Regions from separate parts of the Sus scrofa genome. Here regions 2, 3 and 4 are each linked to region 1. The links are chromatin contacts, called in public HiChIP or PLAC-seq maps. All regions are on one chromosome and are shown on one strand. The core of a region is the stretch at or near the end of the contact, and the rest is flanking DNA. Distances in the headings are between cores, read along the strand shown.

Evidence for each region. HiChIP or PLAC-seq counts read pairs in DNA pulled down with a chosen protein or histone mark.
Region 2: an H3K27ac HiChIP or PLAC-seq map of alveolar macrophages shows a contact between it and region 1. The contact joins the promoter of PHLDA1 here to the enhancer-like site in region 1. A contact is called at or near these places in 26 of 47 Hi-C or Micro-C datasets (adipose tissue, alveolar macrophages, brain and 15 more) and 2 of 2 datasets of contacts at active chromatin or transcription factors (alveolar macrophages and skeletal muscle).
Region 3: a contact with region 1 is called in an H3K27ac HiChIP or PLAC-seq map of alveolar macrophages. The contact joins two enhancer-like sites. A contact is called at or near these places in 1 of 47 Hi-C or Micro-C datasets (embryonic fibroblasts) and 2 of 2 datasets of contacts at active chromatin or transcription factors (alveolar macrophages and skeletal muscle).
Region 4: an H3K27ac HiChIP or PLAC-seq map of alveolar macrophages shows a contact between it and region 1. The contact joins two enhancer-like sites. A contact is called at or near these places in 1 of 47 Hi-C or Micro-C datasets (embryonic fibroblasts) and 1 of 2 datasets of contacts at active chromatin or transcription factors (alveolar macrophages).

The regions. Positions count from the first base shown.
Region 1 is chr5:38,952,173-38,955,686 of Sscrofa11.1, forward strand. No RefSeq gene overlaps it. Among named protein-coding and RNA genes, the nearest start is that of KRR1, 130 kb to the left of the region's middle. Within about 2 kb of position 1,584, at least 21 of the 83 cell types and tissues checked have an H3K27ac peak or open chromatin away from gene starts, as enhancers often do. A contact at or near this core is called in adipose tissue and alveolar macrophages, where this site is marked.
Region 2 is chr5:39,317,809-39,321,322 of Sscrofa11.1, forward strand. PHLDA1 (pleckstrin homology-like domain family A member 1) reads right to left here and starts at 1,505. Exons shown (of 2, transcript XM_021092050.1): 1 at 1-1,505.
Region 3 is chr5:39,267,894-39,271,407 of Sscrofa11.1, forward strand. No RefSeq gene overlaps it. Among named protein-coding and RNA genes, the nearest start is that of PHLDA1, 50 kb to the right of the region's middle. Within about 2 kb of position 1,903, at least 28 of the 83 cell types and tissues checked have an H3K27ac peak or open chromatin away from gene starts, as enhancers often do. A contact at or near this core is called in alveolar macrophages, where this site is marked.
Region 4 is chr5:39,235,507-39,239,020 of Sscrofa11.1, forward strand. No RefSeq gene overlaps it. Among named protein-coding and RNA genes, the nearest start is that of PHLDA1, 82 kb to the right of the region's middle. Within about 2 kb of position 1,810, at least 12 of the 83 cell types and tissues checked have an H3K27ac peak or open chromatin away from gene starts, as enhancers often do. A contact at or near this core is called in alveolar macrophages, where this site is marked.

The DNA.
Region 1 (3,514 bases), core at 334-2,833:
TGTTCCAGATTAAAAATAAATTCTAATAACTTGTCTCAAAAGAGAAACAATCAAGATTCCCATTAAGACAAATTGAGTACCACAAAAGGATACAGAGCTAGACAAAAGAAGATACTACCAGTCTTTTCATGAGTATGTGACTCATTTTCAACTCAAAGATGGTATACAGGAAATAAATGCTCATTTACCCACTAGGCTGCCCAGAGCCCACAGGAATAGAGACTACACCCCACTCCTTTTTTGCATATTCAGGAAAATATTATGTCCTTCCTACTGGACTCAGGCCCATTTTTTTCAGGTGTAACTTGTAAAAGCAACACTGAAAAAGTGGCATTCTGGAGCACATTCAAAGTCCATTAAGACGGCACATCCACTTGGATTCCTCTTTAACCTTCGGGCCTCAGGATGGCCTCCCAACCATGCAAGAGCAGAGGGCCAAAAACATCAGAAAAAGAATATGAGATTTCAAAAATATCTGAAAAGGACAGTTGTGTTTTTCAAGAAGCCTTTCCCTCAGTGGCTTTAGCTTTTGCATATAGCCCAGAAGTAGCTGATAAACTGAGGTTCTCTGACTTCGCAGCCTGATGGATATAATTTTCATACTGTACTTGGGGAGATAATGTATGCAGTGTATTGGACAGTTGTTTCTGTTATCAAGCAGCCGTGTTCTCTCATTTCACTAACAAATGTGCAGACAAACGTACATTGTGGCAAATGCAAGGAAATCTCCAGCCTGTGTTTGAAACTTAAGCCTCCCCATTCTTTAGAGCGTAGCATGATTCAGACAATAGAGATCCTTGGTACCAGCATTACCCTTCCTCTGCTGACTCCTTTAAGACTCTGGCACATGACGATAGTTAATATGCTTCAGTGTAGGAATAAATTCTGATGGCAGACAGACGATTACTGTGGAGGAATTGTCATAATAGCTGTCTCATTAAAAAAAAAAAGTTTCACTGTAAATTTAAAATATGTGAAATGGACACCTATACTATACCCCAAATCCTCTTCTTGTAAAGTAGAGGGCTAATAAATATTTATCAATCAATCAATAAAAGGAAGAAGTATTTTCTGTGGATTTTGATGCCTTTCTGGAGAAATGACCTCAATCTTAGCTCATTCCTTTAAGATGAGAATGTTTAGACACAGAGTCATTATAAGCTACTAACGTCATAAAGTTAAGATCAGATTTAGGGATTCTACACTTTTCCTGTCCCTTCATACAATTCTGCTCTACTTTCTGGAAAAAAAGAAAAATCCTCTCTTCCTGAGTTTCCACCAATGAAATATTTACAGACTGATGGGCTCTTTAGTCATCACTGAGCAGAGCTGCAATCTTTTCGTCATTTCTCGGAAGTCATTTTCTCCATCTGCTTAATCATTTCATGTACTTCTGACTCCACCCCACGTGCTCACATCTCCAAGACAGAAGATTCCAAAAATGGAAAATAGCCCTTCAAGGAACCAAAGGGAGGCCTGGCAACATGTGTCCTTTGATAACAGAACATGTCCTCACATGTGACTCCGTGTTCAGCTGCGGAATTCTTTCTCTCTCACCGCGCAGGCAAGCTGCAGTCTCCATCAGCGCTCCGGGGGTGGCGCTGTCGCATAGGAGAAAGCGCACTGCTTTTGATGCCTGGCACACCTGGGTGCAAATCTTGGCTTCCCAATTTACTACCTACATGACCAGAATCAAGTTGTTTAACCTCTCTAAATCTCAGGTTCTTTGTCAGAAATAGTTTCAGGAAATACCTGCTACCTCATAGGACTCTGGCAATTAATATTTGTAATTAGTAATTAGTTAATATATGTAAACGGCCTGTATAATGTGTATAGAGGTCTATGTACATACCTGTATATACCTGTATATGTAACAAGTATGTACAACATTCCCATCAGCCCCCAAATCCAAGAGTTAAACCAATTTCTATCTCTTACCACACTTGATTTACCAGAAATTTTTGTCCACTCCTCTTCCATTTTCCTGAACTCATCCATTTCCCTCCAGTGATCTAAGTCACCTTTGGGCCAGCTACCACCTGATCTGAACCACAAGTGTTTCTTACCAGGACAGTGGAATCGCCGGCTTTCTAACTCATTGCTTTGCTTTCATTTTTGCCTCCTAAAATCTGTTCTTTACACAGCAGTGATGTCATCCTTTTAAAAGATTAATTAGATGAGGCTGCTTTTCATAAAACTCAACATGGGGTTCCCATTACACTTGGGGGAAAAAAAGAACCAACAACCCCAAATCCTTTGCAGGCCTAAAGACCCTATGTGATCTAGCCTTGCCTGTGTGTCTGAAGTTATAGTTATCCCCTTCCACTCTTCCATCGTTCACACTGCTTTTAGCCACATAGGTCATTTTGTGTTTCAGGAACTCACTAAGCTTCTTCTGTTTCCAGGACCTTTGCCCTTGCCATTTCTTAAGCCTGAATGTTCTTCCTGCAGATCCTCAGGTCCTTATTTGTCTGGTTCCTTCTCATCATTCAGGTCTAAGGCTGCTTGTCACCAAAAAGCCTCCTCTGATAGCCAAGTCTCATCTTGTCTTTCCCTCAGACCCCAATGCAATTACTCTCTAGCACATTACTCTGTCTTTTCTTTATACCACCCAACACCATCTTTGTTTACTTATAGAATGTCTGTCTCCCCCAAAGGAATGTCAGCCTTGTGAATATAGGATCTTTGTCTACCTTGTTTAGCTCTAGATTGTCACCTTCTGAAACAGGGCTTGGTGGGAAGTAGACACTCAATAAGTATTTGACAAATGAATGAATTAGTGTTTTTAAGCCTGTCCTGGGAGAACTGAGCTCTGTCACACTTTTCATAAACATGAAATCAGCAAACAAGATAATGAAGTCTTAAGACGTTCTCACAAAAGCTTAAAATCTAGGTCCTAAATTTTACAAGGTTGGAAAATTCTGGAGCATTATAAAGTTGTTCAGAACACAGAGCATATTTTAATCTTAGCTCTGTACTTTCTATTTGTGTGACCTTGGACATATTACTTAACATACTAAAACTGGTTTCCTTATTTAAAAAAATAAGGATAATAACACATACATTAGAGGGTTTTGTGAGGATTAAATGAGCTAAGCTTTTAGCCTAGTTCCTGGAACACTGTGCAACTTAATAAATGGTGGTTATTATTATTATGGTTATTGTTATTATGGCAATTAATTCTGGCACCATGCTTTATAGAGGACATTGACAAATTGGAGCTTATCCAGAGGAGAACAAACAATCTTGTGAAGGGTCTGGAAACCACAACTTGTGAGGAACGATTGAAATTGCTGAGGATGTTTACTTTGGAAAAGACAATTTTTAAGAGGAACATGATAGTTTTTTTTTTTTTTTTTTAAGCACTGAAAACTGTCTCATGGAAGAGGGATTAGATTTCTCCAATGTCATTCTAGAAGATACAGTTAGAGCCAGGAAATGCAAGTTAAATCTTGATCTCGTTATGGTCTAATAACCAAACTGTGCAAACCAAAATAGATTTAATTCTATTTTT
Region 2 (3,514 bases), core at 255-2,754, 370 kb after region 1:
GCACTTATTTTTTTATAACTAGACTTTAAAACTCAGAATATCCAGTTGGGTATTTCAGGACTTAGTGACTTTATAAATGGCTCAGTGTACAATTTGCCTTCCCAGACCATAATGGAATTGATTATTAGAGATCTCAGCGCAGGAATCTTGTAGATTGATGACAATTTTGTTCTCAATTTCACCAGTCACCACCAACTCACAAAAATGACCACACTACCATTTTTTAAAGACAAATAAATCCACAGAAAGCAAATTGCAGGAAATAACTGTTTCCCTAAAAAAACCCCACAACTTCAGTTGTATATACTGAAAACCTACAAACGTCACTTAAAAATTACTAAAGTTTAGAAAATTCACTAACAAATCATTGCTTTGGAAAAAAGTCTGGAAAGCCTATTAGGTAGGGCCTGCCAGATAAAGATGTCTGTTGGGAGCATCTGACATGGCTGATCATCTCTTGGATACAGTTCTTCACTGACTTCAAGGTATCACCTAGTTTTCCTTCCACTTTCCTGGTCAGTCTCTCTCCTCTACAGGTTCCTCCTCTTCTCAACCTTTTAATCTTTGAGTCCTTGGTTCTCTTCTTATCTACACTCACTCCTTTGTTGATCGCATCCAGTCTTATCCTTGATTGCATCCAGTCTTATCCTTTTCAATAACAGCTATATGCCCAAGACTCCCAAATTTATCCAACTGCTTGTTGTCAAAGAATAAAACAAAGACCACCAAAGTTAAAAAATAATAATATTAACATGCCAGGCAAGGGCACATATACTGCTGAGTAGTTCACTAGAGGAGAAAATCTGAGGGGTTTTTCATAGAAAACAGGGTTCATAGAACTTTTGCTTAAATAAAAAATTTAAAGAAAGCATGCCAATAGGATGGAGTCCATAGGCTTATATAAGATTGGTTGAAACAAATTCCTAGATAGAAGTGGTTCAGTAAGGATCTGGAGGCAAAGATCATGGTTAGAACGGCTGCAGTAAAAAAAACAGCCTTCAGTTGTTATATATTCCAGGTCACTTGTTACTGTAAATTGAATTGTCTCCTTTACCCTTTCCCTACAGTACTATTTGGGTATCTGACAGAGAACTCAAATATATGCACTCCCAAATTTACCTCCTCACCCTGACCTGTTCTACCTACCTGCAGCCTCTCAGTTGGTAGCAATTTTATCTGTACAGCTGCTCAGGCCAAAACCAAAATTCTTGGAGTGGTACTGCTCTTAAAACAAGCCAAGGGAGTTCCCGTTATGGCTGATGGGGTTACGGGTCCAACTGGTATCCATGAGGATGCAGGTTCCATCCCTGGCCTAGTTCAGTGGGTTAAGGATCAGGCACTACTGTGAGTTGTGGTGTAGGTCACAGATGCAGCTCCTGATCCTATGTTGCTGTGGCTGTGGTGTAGGCTGGCAGCTGCAGCTCCAATTCAACCCTTAGCCTGGGACCTCCCATATGCTGCAGATTCAGCCCTAAAAAGCAAAAAAAAAAAAAAAAAAAAAAAAAGAGAGAGAGAGAGAGAGAGGTTTCCTGGTTAAGGACCCAGCATTGTCACTGCAGTGGTGCAGTTGCATCCCTAGTTCGGGAACTTACAAATACCATGGGTGCAGCCAAAACTAAAAACCAAAAACCAAAAACAAGCCTGTGGAGGCCACGAGCTTTAGAAGAACCAATACTACGTGTCTATCTGGAACTCATACTCTTTCTAGACTACATTTCAGTTATTCAGGATTCCAAATACCCTGCCTAAATAATTTTGGCTATTTCAAAGTGTGTTATATCACCACTGATTTTGAACATATAGGCTAGGATGTCCACACAAATGTGCAGAAGGCCTCTTGCCATTTAATTCAGAGGCAAGGATGGGAAGAGAAGGAAGGTGAGACATGGGCAAAGGATCAGCTTTCTCACAAGAAGTTTCTGGCATAGGACTTTTAAGGATCTGAAATCAAACCTGTTCCAGGCACTTATGAAGATTTATTTGTCAAGAGAGTAGTGTTGGGTGCATTTTCATTTCACAAGGCTTTAAAATATTTAATCATTGGTGTCTCCATTGTACTCTTGCCCCAGAACTACAAATGTTTAGAAGGACGCCTACCTTACAATAATCCTTTACTCACTTGCCAGTTGAGTCAAGAAATCCCATCAGTTATGTCTTCAAACTATATCTATATTCTGTCCATTTCTCTCAACTTCCTTCATTACCGCCCTGATCCAAATCACCTCATCTCTCCCCTGAATTACTGCAAGGGCTTTGCCTCGACTCTATCCTTGTTGTCTTACCATCTATATTACAATCTCTTTGTCATCTCAATCACTTTCTTCAAGTCTTTGCTCAATGAGACCTTTGCTAATCAGTCTAAAATTGCAACCATCCAATTTCCCTTAACTTTTCCCATAGCATGTATTACCTCCTAACATACCGAATAATTTATAATGCCTTTTGCTTATATTTCTGTTTCCACTCTTGTAGAATGCAAGCTCTTTTAAGATGGCAAAGATCACTGTTTTGTTGTATCCCAAACACCTAATAAATTTCCTAGCACAGAGTAGGAGCCTAACATATGTAGAAATTTTAAATGGACTCAAAAGCCTGAATCTGTCATTAAAAAAAAAAAAATCAAATGTCTTTGAATACTTTTAACAGATTTTTCATCATGCATCCTACTTTAAATTTTTTTCAAACTATAACAGGACTTCATAAAAAAAAAAACTTCTGAAACTTGTCTTATTATTTATATTTGGTATACTTTAAAAAATGGATTAACTACTATATATGTTAGACCTCTCTGAACTTTAAACGCTATTATATTTTATAAATGCTATGTAAAATAAGTGCTATAAACCTTTCTTTTTCTGAGCAACATACAATAGGTATTTAAGTATCATCCCATTGCTTGCTTGTAAGAGTAATTTTTTAAAAAATAAGAAACTACACATGGAACTGAATTGCTAGCAGTTTCTCTTAGTTGGCAGTTAGTCAGATATTTGCTTAGAAGTCCATTAATCAACACTGGCTTAAAGACATTTAACAGAATTTAGAAAGTTATTGTGTTCACTTTCATTTACGACTTGATTATAAGATTATAAATTGCTTAACCTATAAACATCATAATTTGCAATATACAGTAGGAACTCATGAAAAAAGACCATCTTGAAAGATTTGGATAAAGTTCAAATATCTAAAAGAAACAGTTAAAAGCCCAATAATCCATGAAAATACAAGTCAGGTCACCCTCAACAGTGCATAAAGGTCCATCCAGACTGCAATGTTCTTCACCATTCAACTCTTCATTTCCTAAAATACTACTTAGTAAAAATACTTTTTTAAAGAGCTTATTTCCAAAATGCCTAGTTGAAAAAGTTAACTCTCTTGAACTGAATACAGAACTATCCAGGTTTCACATGTGTCCTTTTAGCTGCCTTCCTTTTCACCTTATGTTGATCAACTGTGCCTCCTAGTGATCAATTTGTATAACACAGCTTAGAGCAATTCAGAATAGTAAAGGGTCTTA
Region 3 (3,514 bases), core at 653-3,152, 320 kb after region 1:
GATTCAGTGACCACATCTTGGATAAAGCCCAGGATGGAGAGGCATTTCACCAAATGGTATTCCACAGTGAGCAGCATTATAGTCCAGTGGGTGTTTCCAGGGCAATCCCACCCACATCACCTTTGATGTCTTATAATTGACTTTTCTCCCATTAAGCTTATAAAGCTATCTACAAGCTCTGGGCACGAGGTCACAGAGATCACCAGACCTGTGCTGGCAGGAAACACAGAATGTGGCCTTGAATCAAAAGAGAGCTTCAAAGACTGACCATCCTCCCTCCAACCCTAATGGAGCTACCAAAATCTGAGGCCTGTTATCTTGTAGGTTCCCAAGTCTAAGCCAGGCTCTTAAGAAGAAAAATGCCTAGGATCTTGAATCCATTACTACTAATAAATCCAAGCTTTTCATTTTCATAGAAATGGAAGCACTTTAAAACGTGGTTGCCAACGGTTGCCTGAGCCAGTCAAGGAAGTAGAGGAAGATGAGGTAACAAAAATGTGAAGAATGAGGCTTTAAGTCCTATTCCCATATATCTTTATTCCTAGCTCAGTAGAGAATGTATCAGACCAAAGAAGGTCAAAGAATCCCTGGGGTGAGTTGCAATGAATAGTGTGATGATATAATTGAAATGACATGACTGTTCTCACAGTTGGAGGCAAAGGTGAGGGGGATGAGTAGTCCAAGAACAAGTAAATAGGTACTTTTCATGCCCAGGTTCTACATATTTTAGAACTTTCTGGGCTACTTCCCAGGGAAATTAAAGAATGAGGATGTCATAGGAAGGAGAGGAGGGTTCCTATCATCCACCACTCTACTTGCAGCTCAGAAAACCCAGAATGCAAGAGGTAGGCCGCAGAAAGTTTCGTGCTTATTTTACCTCTTCTCTGTCATTATTTTAAACATGTGTCGTACCAGGAATGTTGTTAGTTCATGACACAGAAAACATAGATAAGCAGTTCTTTGGAATTTGGGGGTGAGGAAGAAAACAGTGCATATACATAACTCCAGCCCAATGTCATCCTGTGGTCATTGCTTAATACAAATGAAAGATATTGTGCCACCAGTAGAAGATAGAAGCGATACTGTTTTAGAAAATAATAACCTTGCAACCAGAGGTGGTCAGAAAAGCAAGGAAGTGATCATCACCAAAGTTAGGATAGTGGTTACTTCTAGGAGGGAGGGAGGGGGTGTGGTCTAGAAGGTCAACAAAGGAGGGGTATCTGGGCTGGCAATGTTCCCTTTCTTGATTGAGGGGTGTTCACTTTGTAAGTATACATTATGCTATATATTTATGTTTTCTATTTGTATATTCTATTTCATAATTTTCAAAAGGTTAAAAAAGGAAAGAAAATAATAACCCTCCCTTTATTGAGGAAAAAACACTTTACTGCAGAGCTTAGCTCTAGTTATTTAAACATCTTTCTCTGTTGATATCTAGGTTCCTTCCATAGATTGTTATTCTGGGAGAAAAAGAGGGTGGATTTTTGAGGAGCCATGAGTAGACTACTGTTAAAGCTCCAGTATAGATGGCATACCAGAGATTTTTTTTAGTACTGGAGTGTGTTGGGAGTATATATTTAAGAGTCCAATTATTCGAGTCAGAATTCAATGGGGCTCCACAAGATACCAGAAAGTTCTACAAAGGTTTGGCAGTGTTCACAAAGCAGTCATCAGACACAAAGACAGGGGATACAAAGGGGGTTATGAAATCATCGAGATAAATACAAAAATTTTTAAAAAGATATTAAGAACTCAGTTCTTCCAGTTCAGGGCATAGCAGAGCCTCAGGGCCTCTCTGTGAAGAAAATCCCTCCTGTGTTTGGCATCTGAGTGACTCACCCAGAAAACCATCCACTGCGTGCAGCAAAAAGGAAATGAATCATGGAAGCTTCTGACCTTTGCCCTTGTCATCCCGGCACAGGGAAGCCACCCACAGACAGTCTCAACAGAGCTGGAGACAGGGCAGTCAAACAAGGCACACAACAATGATGCAGATCTATTGGCAGAGGTCTGGATAACACAGCTCAGGGGGTGAGAATCAGGATAAGCACTGATTTTATGATACCAAAAAACCCTAGCTGTTGAACTGGCATTGAGGACAATTTGGCAGAATCCTGCTGTTTTAGGCAATCATAGGAACTCCTTCCATCAGTAACTGGGTTTGGAATTTGAAGAATTTGCTTGGCTTGCTTAGAAGTAGACCAAACTCATACATGTACGAAAGTTGGAATGAATTTGATGGAATCATTTACATTTAAGAAGATGTGAGTCCAATGTCTGTATTCAGAAAAGCAAAGGGTTTACAAAGATTGGCAGAGGCTGTCCTAATACAACCCAGTACTCCAGGGGGATGATTTCAGTTTTCAACAAAATCAGGATGCCTTCAAAACATTCACCTAAAAGCTAAATATAGTTCATCCAAAAACATGCACAGAGTAGAAGAAGGAAACCTAGGGGAAAAGAAGGAAACTCTTTAATTGCCTATATTACTGAATACAACTTCATGTGGGGATAGTCCATGGAGGTGAGCTGATCTCCCAGTTCTCTGCTCATCCTGCTGGGATGTAGAGTTCAAAGGCATTTCCCTCCATGCCAGGGTGAGCTTTCTAATGGTGGTCTCTCCCCCATATGGGCCTACAAAAGCTTTCTATATTTCTATATTAAGAAATAATATATATATAGAAATATATATTTCTATATTTCCTTATTATAAAAGAATATACCAGCCCTCAAAAGACATCACCCAAGGATTTCCCTGTGGCTCAGCAGGTTAAGGATCTGGTGTTGTGACTGCTGTGGCTAGGGTCACTGCCATGGTGCAGGTTCAGTTCCTGGCCTAAGAACTTCTGCATGCTGTCTGTGGGTTTGGCAAAACAAAAAAACCAACCAACACCCCCCCCCCCCCGCCACATTACCCAAGCCCTTGCCTTCTGGATGAACTAGGCTAAGAAACCCCTTCCCTGGCTAGTTGGGAGGGTGGGAATTAGGCACTTGTATGTCACACAGCTTAATGCAGAGCTCTGATTTGTGCTTGGTAACTCAAGTTGATAGAGGACATGGGATAGCAAATGATGTTCCAGTCACAGCTCAGGAACTGATTGGGGTCTAGAACCTTTCCTCTTCCTTCCATCCCCACCTCCCATTCTAGCCACTTTCCTCACTTTCATATTCTCTCTTCTTACCCACTCCAATGTTATCCTCCTTTATTAAATTAGAGAAAGGAGATTAGTCATTTCTAGGTAGACAGGCAGGACCTCTGGGTCCACATCCTGTTACTGCCTTCAGCATTTACTGATGGAAATAGAAGTGATTCAGTCTTGTCTCAGAGCACAGGATTTTGAAAACACTACTCTGCATACTGCTAAGTGATTTACATACAATTGGTATCAGGGTGTCCCAGTATTATCTTCCCACTCTCTTTATGAACTTTTCTTTCCATGTTTTTAAATTAAAGTATAGTTGATTTACAGTGTTCTGTCAATTTCTGCTGTACTGCAAAGTGGCCCAATTATAC
Region 4 (3,514 bases), core at 560-3,059, 280 kb after region 1:
TGGGTTGATGATCTGGCGTTGCAAAGGTTACAGACGCGGCTCAGAACCTGTGTTGCCGTGGGTGTGGCGTAGGCTGGCAGTTATAGCTCTGAATGGACCCCTAGCCTGGGAACTTTCATATGCTTCAGGCATGGCCCTAAAAAGACAATAAATAAATAAATAAATATGATTTAGAAGGGAGCTCCCATCGCAGTGTGGCAGAAATGAATCCGATTAGGAACCATGAGGTTGCGGGTTTGATTCCTGGCCTTGCTCAGTGGGTTAAGGATCCAGTGTTGTCCTGAGCTGTGGTGTAGGTCACAGACACATCTCAGATCTGGCATTGCTGTAGCTCTGGTGTAGGCCAGCAGCAGCAGTCCTATTCGACCCCTAGCCTGGGAACCTCCATATGCCGCGGGAGCGGCCCAAGAGATAGCAAAAAGACAAAAAAAAAAAAAAAAAAAAAAAAAAAGAAAAAGAAAAGAAAGAAAGAAAAGACATTTTAAAAATAAATCTAGGAGTTCTCACTGTGCCCAATAGGTGAAGAACCTGACTGCAATGGCTCAAGTTGCTGTGGTATTATAGGTTTGATGCTTGGCCTGGCGCAGTAGGTTAAAAGATCTGGCATTGCCATAGCTGCAGTTCAGATTCAGTCCCTGGCCTGGGAATTCCCATTTGCAGCCATTAAAAAATTATAAATAAATAAAAATAAAAAAGAAACCTAAAATGAAAAAAGAATGGAAGGCTAAATCAGCTTACAAATAAAATGCTTACCAACGATCATCTCGAATACTGAATGAGTTTACCACTGGCCAGATACTAGGTCATGTGCTTTACATAAATTCTCATGTCACCATCAAAGCAGTCCTGTAATCTAAGTATTACTATGATTCCTACTTACAGGTGAGAAAACAGGCTAAGAGGTTAAATGACTTTTCTAAGACTACCAGGTAATAGGAGACAAACCAGGCCAAGTATAGCTGACTCTAAAGCACATGCTTCTAAACTGTACTCAAAACTACTTTACTAAACCCTGGGAAGGAATAGGCAAGGAGTAAATGAAGCACCATCTAGACAGATGTCAGCTACTAGTGGTAAAGGGCCTGAGACTTTGAGGAGTTAGGAATGTAAGACAGAAAACATTTGATAGCATCTCTCTGGTCTGTGCTCTTACATTCATGCAATATCTATTTTCAAGAGAGAAGGGGAAAGCTGGTGATGTGGGTGGGGGGGGCCTGCTAAGGGCAGAGAAAAAAAAAAAAAAAAAAAAACCTTCCAGAGATCATTTAGGCCACAGTCTATCAAAGAACAGAAGTAAAAAGGGAGGAACTCCTGCCGCAAAGTCCTTGAGTCCCTATTTCCCTGTGAATGAAAGAGGCTAGTATGTAAATAAGAGCTTTGCATAAGCCAGACATTCTTTCAAGTCCAGTTTATCTATGAGTCACTTCCTTTTTAAAGCAGGAATTAAAAGAGATAGAGTCACATAATCATTACCCAGCACAAACCTTCTTAATAGACCTTTTCTTCTCATTCAAGTAGCAAGAAGGTAAAGGGCTCCTCCTTGGACAAAACAGCAACATCATTTTGCATATGCTGTACACACAGCCTGACCAGTTACTATCCTCATTCTGCAGAGACAAATGAACAAGAAAGATCAAGAGGCAGATGAGATGATAGAAGAGAGGCCACAGGTCCAGCCGGTTAACCTGACACTTAGAAAGGAATCTGAATAACAAGAAGCCTTTGAATGACTCAGGGAAGGTTTATCTCCTCCAGAAAGAAGTTTAACCTCCCAGCTGTCCACTACAGGGAAGATACTCATAAACCTCTGGAGGAAGTCTCAGAGTAGCCTAATACCAGAAAAAGGAATAGGAAACAGCCACCCATTCATATATAGATGAGGGCTCTGCACAGGGCCTTGACCTACCAACTGAAAAACAAATATTATTGTGTTCTATGATGGCACAAAAGTAAACAGGAAAGGCACTGGCCTCTTTCCCATCTCAATGCCTACTATAGGTCTTGTTCCACCCCTGCAATATATTTATCAGGGATGATTCATTTTCTTTAGGGTTAAAGATTCAATTTGAGGATTGAAGCAAAGTGAGTAGAAACTGAAGCACATCCCCATTGCCTTGGAATTCCAGAGCCCCAACTCATCCTTCCTGGAAACCCTGCACATGAAAATATGTCCCAAAAAGCCTTAGATTCACCCAATTCCTCCAGTGTCCACATTAACTAACATGCAAAGCTAACAAGAGCCACCAGCACCCAAGAGGTCTTAATACATAATACAACAAAATTTTATTGAGCACCTACTATGTACTAAGCACTGTGCTAGGTACCAAGGTTACAATAATAGGCAAAATAGAGAGTTTCTCTGTTCTCAGGCATCTGGGGTTGGATGGAAGAGATTGTTGGTTCCAATGCAGCATGCTCAGTGCTGTCGTTGTGGGGTAGGAGAACAGGTTCCTATGGGAGTTCAAAGAGGGAAGGGGATTTTCTCAGAGGACATAATATCCAAGTGTTATCAAACCAAATTCCCTGCACAATGCCCTGTGAGGCCAAATAAACCAAAATATCAGAGTTTGGAGCAGAGAAAAGCTTACTGCTGGGGCAAGCAAAGAGAATGGATGGCTCATGCAGCTGCAGCTTGGGTTCAATCCCTGGTCCAGGAACTTCCGTATGCCAAGGAGGTGGCAAAAAAAAAAAAAAAAAAAAAAAAGACTTCAAGCAAATGTTGTAGGAGTTAAGAACCCAGCGTAGCATCCCTGAAGATGAGGGTTCAATCCCTGGTCTCACTTAGTGGGTTAGGGATCCAGCATTGCTACAAGCTCTGGTGCAGGTAGCAGATGTGCCTTGGATCCAGCATTGTTGTGGCTGTGGCATAAGCCTGTAGCTACAGCTCCAATTCAACCCCTAGCCCAGGAACATACGAGCACGTGCAGCCCTAAAAAAAAAAAAGAAAAGAAAATGTTATTTTTAAAAAGGTTAAATTGACAGAACAGGAGTTCCCGTCGTGGCGCAGTGGTTAACGAATCCGACTAGGAACCATGAGGTTGCGGGTTCGGTCCCTGCCCTTGCTCAGTGGGTTAACGATCCGGCGTTGCCGTGAGCTGTGGTGTAGGTTGCAGATGCGGCTCGGATCCCGCGTTGCTGTGGCTCTGGCGTAGGCCGGTGGCTACAGCTCCGATTCAACCCCTAGCCTGGGAACCTCCATATGCCGCGGGAGCGGCCCAAGAAATAGCAACAACAACAAAAAAAAATAAAAATAAAAAAAAAAATAAATTGACAGAACATTGTAAATCAACATGAAAAAAAATTTTAAGTAAAAAAAAAGTTTTTTTTTTTTTCTCTAGTAAAAAGTGCTTTAAGTTGAGGATTTATCCACCTACCACAGGAAAACTGAGCCAAGCTGATTTTTTTTTAAAGGTACCAGTTGTGGGCCATATGTCATAACATGAACAAAATGCTGAAATGTCTAAAGGAATGAAAACTATAATTTATCTCTGTCATTATTTTTCTTTCGTTTAAT